Linked DNA regions of Cydia pomonella: region 2 is linked to region 1. Evidence: chromatin contacts called from public Hi-C data. All regions are on one chromosome and are shown on one strand. The core of a region is the stretch at or near the end of the contact, and the rest is flanking DNA. Distances in the headings are between cores, read along the strand shown. Region 1 holds the start of LOC133520614 (zinc finger MIZ domain-containing protein 1). Region 2 holds the start of LOC133520615 (trypsin alpha-3-like).

The links. A called contact is a pair of places that touch in the nucleus more often than the background predicts.
Region 2: a Hi-C map of whole body shows a contact between it and region 1, with 4 times the contacts expected there. The contact joins the promoter of LOC133520615 here to the promoter of LOC133520614 in region 1. A contact is called at or near these places in 2 of 2 Hi-C or Micro-C datasets (both in whole body).

Annotation. Positions count from the first base shown.
Region 1 is chr8:13,143,137-13,147,533 of ilCydPomo1, reverse strand. LOC133520614 (zinc finger MIZ domain-containing protein 1) reads left to right here and starts at 2,275. Exons shown (of 11, transcript XM_061855132.1): 1 at 2,275-2,839; 2 at 3,559-3,693.
Region 2 is chr8:13,336,017-13,340,413 of ilCydPomo1, reverse strand. LOC133520615 (trypsin alpha-3-like) reads left to right here and starts at 2,277. Exons shown (of 4, transcript XM_061855133.1): 1 at 2,277-2,359; 2 at 2,785-2,989; 3 at 3,432-3,690; 4 at 3,969-4,397. The coding sequence starts at 2,326. The coding sequence ends at 4,274.

The sequences.
Region 1 (4,397 bases), core at 1,026-3,525:
TCTCAAAAATATTTTAATAAAGCTTTGAGTTTGGGTCGAAAATGTATTTGATTGACCAGCATACTCGTGCTTCTCTAAAGTTACTACTTAAGAATAGCGTAACTGATAATTCGTAACATCTAATTTTGCTTTAAAAAGCTTCGGATTCCGTACCGAAAGGTATCCAAATCTTTTTTGCAAGCCCAGTTAAATTTCATAATAATATTGTAAATAAACACCGGTCAAATAATTATATTCTTGTGGTGTTTTAAGGATTTAAATGCGTATCTATTCACCTTCTCAAAAACAGACAAAAAAATTTGGTTGTGAATATTTTCACGGTTGTTAATTGATACATTCACTAAAACGACGACAGCAGCATGCGTTTTTACCATAGCTGTCTTAAATCTATTAGAAAAACCGAATCTCCACTGAGAATTGGAACAAATCCAAAGTGATTAGTAAGTGATTTTTATAAATGAGTGGCAAGAGGTCGTCATTAGAGGAATGTGAACAGGAACCTTTTCAAATTTTGCCGGCTGCCATTGGATTATAGATTTTAACACGTAGACTTAAGGTCTACATAATCGAGAAAAGTTAGTAGCGCGCGCGGCGCTTTCCCGACTTTCCCGCGCCGGCGCTCGCGCACGCGTAGTTACTACGAAACGTACGGCGTTACGTTACGCCTTACTACCGTGACTTTCAGTTTAAAGTTTTGTTACCGCCATTTACTTTCCGGTAGTTTTCTTGCTGTAGTAAAACTAAACGTGTTTTCATTACTGTAATGACCATGTATCACATGCGCGACAGTACACAGAAACGTTACGATTTCCGTTCAACTACGAGTAAGAGGACTATTAGTTAGGGTTGCACTGCCAAATGTTTGGGATGGTGCTGAATTCTGGCTACATTTGTATGACTTAATATTTCCTGATAAAAACGTCTCTTATACTTAAGGGCATGGAGTACCTTACCACTTATAAGATGAATTCTATAATCGTGACATTCTGAATACTTATAAAGATATTTTTGGCCTTCGATATGAGAACCCTAAATATTTAGTACAATTCCCAAAGAAATATCTCTCTAATGTGTAATTCATTTCTCTCCAATATACCGTCGCGAATTGATGTACTAAAATATAAAATTAGCGACAGAACTATTAAACATCGATAATCTCATTATCTTGACAGTTTTTATATTCGTGATCCCTATAATATTAAGTACCTACTCAATATTGTCAATAACAATTAAAAGATAATTATTGAGTACGTCACGCGTTCGCTTAAGATGTATTTGTTTTGAAGGTGTGCGTGATTTGGTGTGAGTCGACCTAGCGAGCGGCAAGGACATGGCAGGACGACTGACGTCCTCGTCGTCAGGTAGCGGAGAGGACATGCCTATTGTTTATCGCCGCTAATTATTATGCCCGTACGCTGCTTGACCGCTGCCGCTGCGCAAAAACATAGCGACTACGCCTTGCCAGTTAGGGTATCAAGCGTGGAGACGTCCGAATTTGCCGGTAGCTACCTGTACACTTTCCAGGTTATCACGAAAGTGGAGATACCCAATGTTGCCTGTATGCCTTATTTATGTTTTTTTTTTTTTTATAGTTTTATCAGGTAGGTGAGGTCGGTAGCATTTAGATTAACACTGTCATTTTTAATGACCTCGCATTTGCGGTCGAAAATTCCTTTTCTTAACCTTTCGTATGTGTAATTTATTGGTCTAAAATAAAAGTAAATCTTGTCTTGTCTGTAAACAATAATAATAGATGACTGAATAATTCAGTTACGATCCTTATCAAACACAGACGAAAGCTTAATCAGTTAATCATTGAATACACGCAGAATAAGTTGGATACTAATTGTTGTAACTTACTTAGACATTGATTGATAATCATTCTTGCGTAGGTTAAATATTTTCAAGTGTTTTTAAATTTGAAACTTGGCGCCAAATTCAATATTGTCCTCAAACATGGCGGCTTAGGTTAAACAGTGGTGCCATCTTTGCGCACCTTTATCTCTAGGACACCCAGATAATTATAAGTACCTAGATATTTTATAGTGTTACACGCAGCTCGTTAACCTTGTAATGTAGTAATTAAATAATATAATTATGGAATAATCAATTGAAGACTATAAATATGCTACTAATAATAAAATACGACATGATTATATTAAGTGGCAGTATCATCCTGCAATAGCGATCTACTTCGATTGTACTGCCTAATCGAATGACGACAGAACAGAGCGTTGCAACTATCGCACTCGCTGTATCACGCTCGATCGGGGACCGTTACGTGAAAACGTCGAGCGCGCGAGACGAAGCGAGCGGGCCGAGGGAGCGACGGCGACGCCCGAGCGCGGCCGAATGCCGAGTGTCGAGACGACGACACCCGAGCGGGGGACGCGGGGGTGCGCCACTTATCGCCGCGAGCTGGCAACGCCGCGCGGGGTGGGAGCGCCCCGCGCCGCATCCACTCACCGTCGCCGGCTCGCCAGTGTTACCTTTGGCGGCCGAACACGCGGTTGCTCGCCGTCAGTGACGTTGCTGTCGACTCTCGCGAACGCACGTCAATAATGTTTCGGTGATTTCAAAGTCGGACTCTCGTGTAGACGATAACCATATTCAGGACCCTTATCAAATACTGGAATACAGTGGAAAAAAAAAAATCTCATCACACAGGATTTGGATTGTTTTAAAAGTTTTGTGATTTGAGACTTTTGTGGATTTTGAACAACAAAACAGTGCAGTGAACTTACCAAAAGGATTGCATTTATGTGATAACATTGGATTTTGGAAAGAAAAACTGAGTGATTCCTCAAAGGATTTGTGCCCCGTGACAGTGCTAACTCAAGTAAATAAAGTGATTTTTTTTTAAGTTTTGCGTGGTGTTTATAGAAGTTTTACAAGTAAATAAAAATCGTTGTGAATTATAAAAATCATTATTAAAAATATGTATACAAGTAAATAATATTTATCAACGAATAAAATTACATAAACTTGTCTAAAACTGAACTATAGACACACACCACCTGTCGTAAAATAGAGCGCACGTTGGATTTTGCCACAGCTGATCGACTGACGGGACTCACGAGCGAAGCGTTCATCGTGACGTACACAAAAAAGGGTTGAAATTGATAACTGGAAGAGAAATTCACGAAAGGATTTTTTTCAAGTGCAATATAAAATATAGAACAATTTTTTTTTATCCATCGGATAATCCATTAAAAACGTGGAAAAATTCACCGGAAATTTTCAGTGAGCGTGCATCCATCGGAATACCTGAATAAAGGTTTATGAATTATGTAAAGTGCCACGACTCGATGAACGTTTCGATTGTTGACGTGCTGGCTGAAGCGAAATTTACGGCGCTTAGCGCGATAAAAAAAAGTACGTCTGACACGTACGCTATTGGGGCGTTCAGGAAATTTTCGCACGAAGATTTACGATAATACAAGTCTTTAAAAAAACATTTGAAGATTTTTGACATTTAACCTGGCTTATAAACCAAGGGTTGAATAGGGAGATTGGGGAGTGAGAATTCGAGCTACATCGAGGTGCATCGTGTTTCAGAGGGTGTCCCTTGGCCGACAGGACGGCGAACTCTACTGGCTCGGTCGGCTACGCGGGTTCCGCCAGCTTTGGGGCCGCTGTGGACAAGCACAACCCTCTGCAAGCGAATATAGGATACAGGGTCAACGCCCCTAGGTGAGTGAAGCCTTTTTGGTGCTCGGATTATGGACATGAGTGAACGAAATGTATTCAATACGGATATTTTCTTACTATTTACTTGGTGACATAAAGCTCATCAAAAACTAGAAAAAAATCGTAAACATTATACCTTTATCTACTGGTGCATTAGCTATTTTATTGATCTAGAGATCGATCCGCCAAAGATCACGTGAATTAAAGCTACAAAATGACTATAGTTAATGACTTCTTGCCATGTCAACATGATAAACATTTTGACAGAATTTGCCATACACACAGATACTTTTTTTCACTTATTAAATCCATTCACGGCAGCTTCGGTGAGTCCGTAGTCGGAAATTAAAACGTAAACCTTAGTTGTCAAAGAGATTTTTTGTCAGGTATAGTCATTTAAAAATTCCCGCCTAAATTACGCCTGACAGTTTATATTTGCAATGAAACGTCAATAAACAATTATCAGTTGACAACACACAACTAGGGAAAAGTCAGTAATAAAATTACGACGTAATATTTCGCAATGATACTGGCCGTGAAATAACCAGGAAGATATCAAGACACAATTATGCTAGTAGTTAGAATAAATTTTTCCTTCTCGCCTAGTTAGGCGGAGTACATACACAAATATGCAGAGGACGCGCGTCTTCGCTTTATCAGTTACCGAAACTTCACACTTACCTACGTACCAACTTGTTTTTATCTTA
Region 2 (4,397 bases), core at 1,028-3,527, 190 kb before region 1:
TTTTAAGCATTTATTTTCTTGACCTTGACCGTGGTTGTAAACATATACAAACGCAAGGTCGCCACTTGGTATGCAGGTAGTTCACGCCAATTTCAAACGCCTTTCAAACACTTTTCAGGCACACACAATTTCTATACAGCCGCGTAAAATTTCACAATAGCAGTACTTGGCCTTAAAAAAAACCGTCCCCGTTGCGGTGACCCTTGACCAAGTGCATACTGATTATAGCCTGTTTACTTCATCAAATACGTATTTTAACTAAATCTACACTTAAATATCACCTGTATTATCAACGCCATAAGGTTATCTTTTAAAAGCAAAGAGTACATACGAGGTTAATAAAGTAATCTGGCAATATGACGATTCCGAGAACGATGCATTTCAAGAGCATTCAGTTGCAACGTCAAGACATAGATGGCGACACTAGTACTGAATTAAAGCAGATTGTGTTAGTAGTTTAGAATTTTGCCAGGTAGATGTAAGTTTTATGCGTTCTCGTGACACAAATAATTTAACGATAAAAAACTGATCGTAATTGATAATACTTTTCAGAATAACTAAGTGCCTATCCTATTTAATATGATTTATTATTTGGTTGGTGATTAGGCAAGCAAAGGCAAAAGGTAGGCCCTCAGCCTACCGCGAACCATGTTCGACATGAAGCCTCCTTGTCACACTTACGTGCGAATTTACAAGTGCGACAGAGAGGCATCACGTCGAACGTGGTTCGCGGTAGGCCCTCTGTTACTTAGATTCTTCAGTGGTTAGAAATATTGACCGTCATAACCTAGTACATATACGATTTAGAGTATTTAGACGAATTTAATACATAATTATAAATATTTTTAAAGTAGGCAAACTAATAATTGTATATCAGTGCGATAGTTAACACTATTTTAGGTCCCTACTTACGTATAAAACACCATGCATTGTTGCCAACCAATAACTTTTTGCAAGCAAATTACGACTCCAGTTACGTATTTATTAACTTTCGTTGTCAATAAGTTTGTATGTAAACAACCATGTTTCGTGGTACTTAACGCGTGATTTAATTTATATGGTTAATAAATGAATACTTCATAAAATCGGCAATAAACACACTGCACTTTATAAAACTAAACATAATTAAATAATGCTTTCCGCACATTTACCAGCATTTTATGGTCAAAGATATTTATGAAGTGAATAAGCTTGAATTAAGTGCGTACTTACGTTTTGTAACTGATCTCTTAATACTGCAACATTTAAATTTTGGTTTTATCGTACCATTCAGAAGCAAGTGATTAAAATGCAATTTCACGTATTTATAAAACGAAACAATTAATGTTATTGATAATGTGATGCAATCTAATGAGCTCATAAATGTTTTGTACGAGGACGTTAATTGTAATACCACCAGAGGCTTATAAGTATTATTGGTATATGGGATACATATTAAGAAACAAAACAAATGATGAAAAACTTAATACGTGATAAAAAAACAGACTGGGATATCAGCCTACTGCAAATCATAAAATTTACAATTCAGATGTTAATCCAGCGGGTATCCTGGACATACGGAAAGTACAGTAAAATAAATGTACGATAAAAAAGGGGATATCCATAACAACGTATTTCCCTAAAGTGATAAGGTGCACCCGATAAACGTCTATACGTGCAGCTATGATTCACCTTAATAAAACCAGACATAATACAAGGGCAACCATGTAATCAAAAACTATTTTTAAATCATAAGCACCATGACCCCTTAACCCTTAGCAATACTTGCCTGTAATACATACTCGTATTTGAATAAATTCTATGGATCCCTTCATCAGACAAAATAATCGATTATTATTTGATGTAGATATAAATAACTTACGGCCCGTATCGAAATTCAAGATACATCGAAAATTTCCCAAAGATACGATATGAATTTGATATGTCAGTGTCAAAAGTGACGTTTTTGTCAGAAGAAACGTCATTCTTGACACAGATATCTAATCCATATCGTATCTTTACGACGTATCTCAAAGTTCGAATCAGGCCATTAATTATGTTATACCTAATTATGTTATATTATTTATTACTTACAAACACTTATTCTGCGGTTACTTATATAATTACAGCGAGAATAAAAAAAAGTTGATAAACAGAATTTTATCAAACTAATACATTCCAAAGAGTAATATGAGCATTATGATAACATTATGAATGGTTAAGGATAAACCGCGAAGCAAGTAAAACTCAGATAAAGAGATCTCGAGTACCACTACTGTAGATAACGTATCTGCAACTATCGATGAGATGCCAATTCTGCGTTAGTCGATTGTTTTACTTGCCAAAATGCGGATAGCCTTCCAAAAATATATCTTGCTAGGTAAGTTTTATTTAAATTTACTGCTCTATAAATCAGCGAAATAATTGAAAGATGTGGGTTTCCAATCCACATCTACATTGGGCTGGCGTGATGACTACGAGTCTAAGCCAAACCCCTTCACGAAAGAGAGATACCTGTGCCCTGCATTTTGGAGTCACAGTTACATGTGTTTAACGTAAGTATAAGTATATAATTTATTTAGTAAAAGGTGTGCAATTACAGCTGCTGCAGACAGGAACTTTCCTAGGCTATGCTCTTAATCGATCAAGGTTAAAATGATTAGGCATATATAGGTTCTTTTGAAGCGTTAGTAAAAGAGAACCTTACCCCCGCAATTTTTTTTATACTCCTGGTAGGTCGGTACTAGCATAGCATATAAAATATAGATGTATTCGAAAAAGTCATATTACTTTATTTGATTGCAGGTCTCTTTGTAGCTGTAGCATCACTGCCTACGGATAATGTTGTAGAAGAGTCAGCACGCATAGTTAACGGTTATACGGTGGACATATCGGACGTGCCATACCAGGCGACGTTACGTCGGCGACTCATCTCCGGCTGGGGTCATATGTGTGGGGCGGTCGTCATCAACGTGCGAGCAGTGCTTACTGCGGCTCATTGTGGAGTTAGGTAAGGACTTTTTAATATTTCGATGGTGGTAGTGTGTGGGTTGATCTGAGAATAGCTAAAGAAGGAATCTATGGAAGCCTAGAACTTCAGCGCACAATAATAAATGCTTTGAAGAGGCTTTATACATATGTAAAAGTGTGATGATTCGTGTGACAGGCTAAAGCACAAATGACGCCAATGCCATCAAATGATGCACAATTATTTTGAAGCTGTCGCCCGTAGAAAAGTAGTAGTTATAGTAACGATGGTTGCGATCACTGAACCCTGAAGGTGCTCCAAATATGAGCGCGATTCTCATGTTTGGAGCACCAACAGGGTCCAGGAACCAGTCATGCTCTAAATTTAATGTTGCCTCGCCTTTTTCTACTTACTTCATTTTTTTTATATGTCGTGGGAGCAGATGATTGCTGACAGATCTAACATTTTTTCTTCTTTCTTCAAGTTACGTAACGGAACCATCATACCTCCGACTAATAGTGGGCACCTCCTCACGACTGAGCGGTGGTACAACTTACGAAATCTCCGTAGTACATGTCCATGAGGAATACTCTTCCTCCACCCTGGAAAATGACATTGCCGTCTTGGTCACTTCCAAGAAGATGAGGTTTGGAAAGAATGTCCAGAGCGTAGCTTTAGCTCCGCCAAACCATAGTTTGACGGCAGGGAGTGAAGCTTTGGTGTCAGGATACGGTACAACATCGGTAAGTAATCATAATATTTTAGAATAGCAAAATACAAGAATGTCAGAATAAGATATTTCTGGTATACACACATCCGTCAACTAAAGAAATACCTATATAAATAAAATCAATTATCGTAAAATATCAATTCAAAAAATTGAACATTCTAATATTCTAATTTAACATCTAGACTAAGCGAGATTCAACAAAACAGTCTCGATATCCAACATTTAAAGATAGTTTTGTAGATGAACAGTTCTTTAAGCAACAAATATTATTTTGCATTTTCTTACTTGCAGTTCGAAGGGACAGCGTCATCAGTGCTGCTCGCTGCTAAAGTGAACGTGGTCGAGCAGTGGACCTGCGCCCATGCGTATCTGCGCATCGCAGCCATCACATCCGGCATGCTTTGTGCAAGCGCCTCCTCACCAGCCCGGGACGCCTGCCAGGGGGACTCCGGCGGGCCCCTCGTCTCCGACAACCTCCTCGTCGGCATAGTGTCCTGGGGTGAAGGCTGCGCGGAAGAATCTTACCCTGGCGTGTACACTAGGGTATCTAAGTACTACTCTTGGATTAATGGGAAACTTGCAAATGTTTGGGATTAATGATCTGATGAATGTAGCTGCTCTAGGTGAACTACTCGTAAAAATCCTTCAATGGGTGGTGTAATGCGAAAAAGTCAAAGATTCAATGTTACTTATACCTACTGTAATGTCGCAGATCGCGAA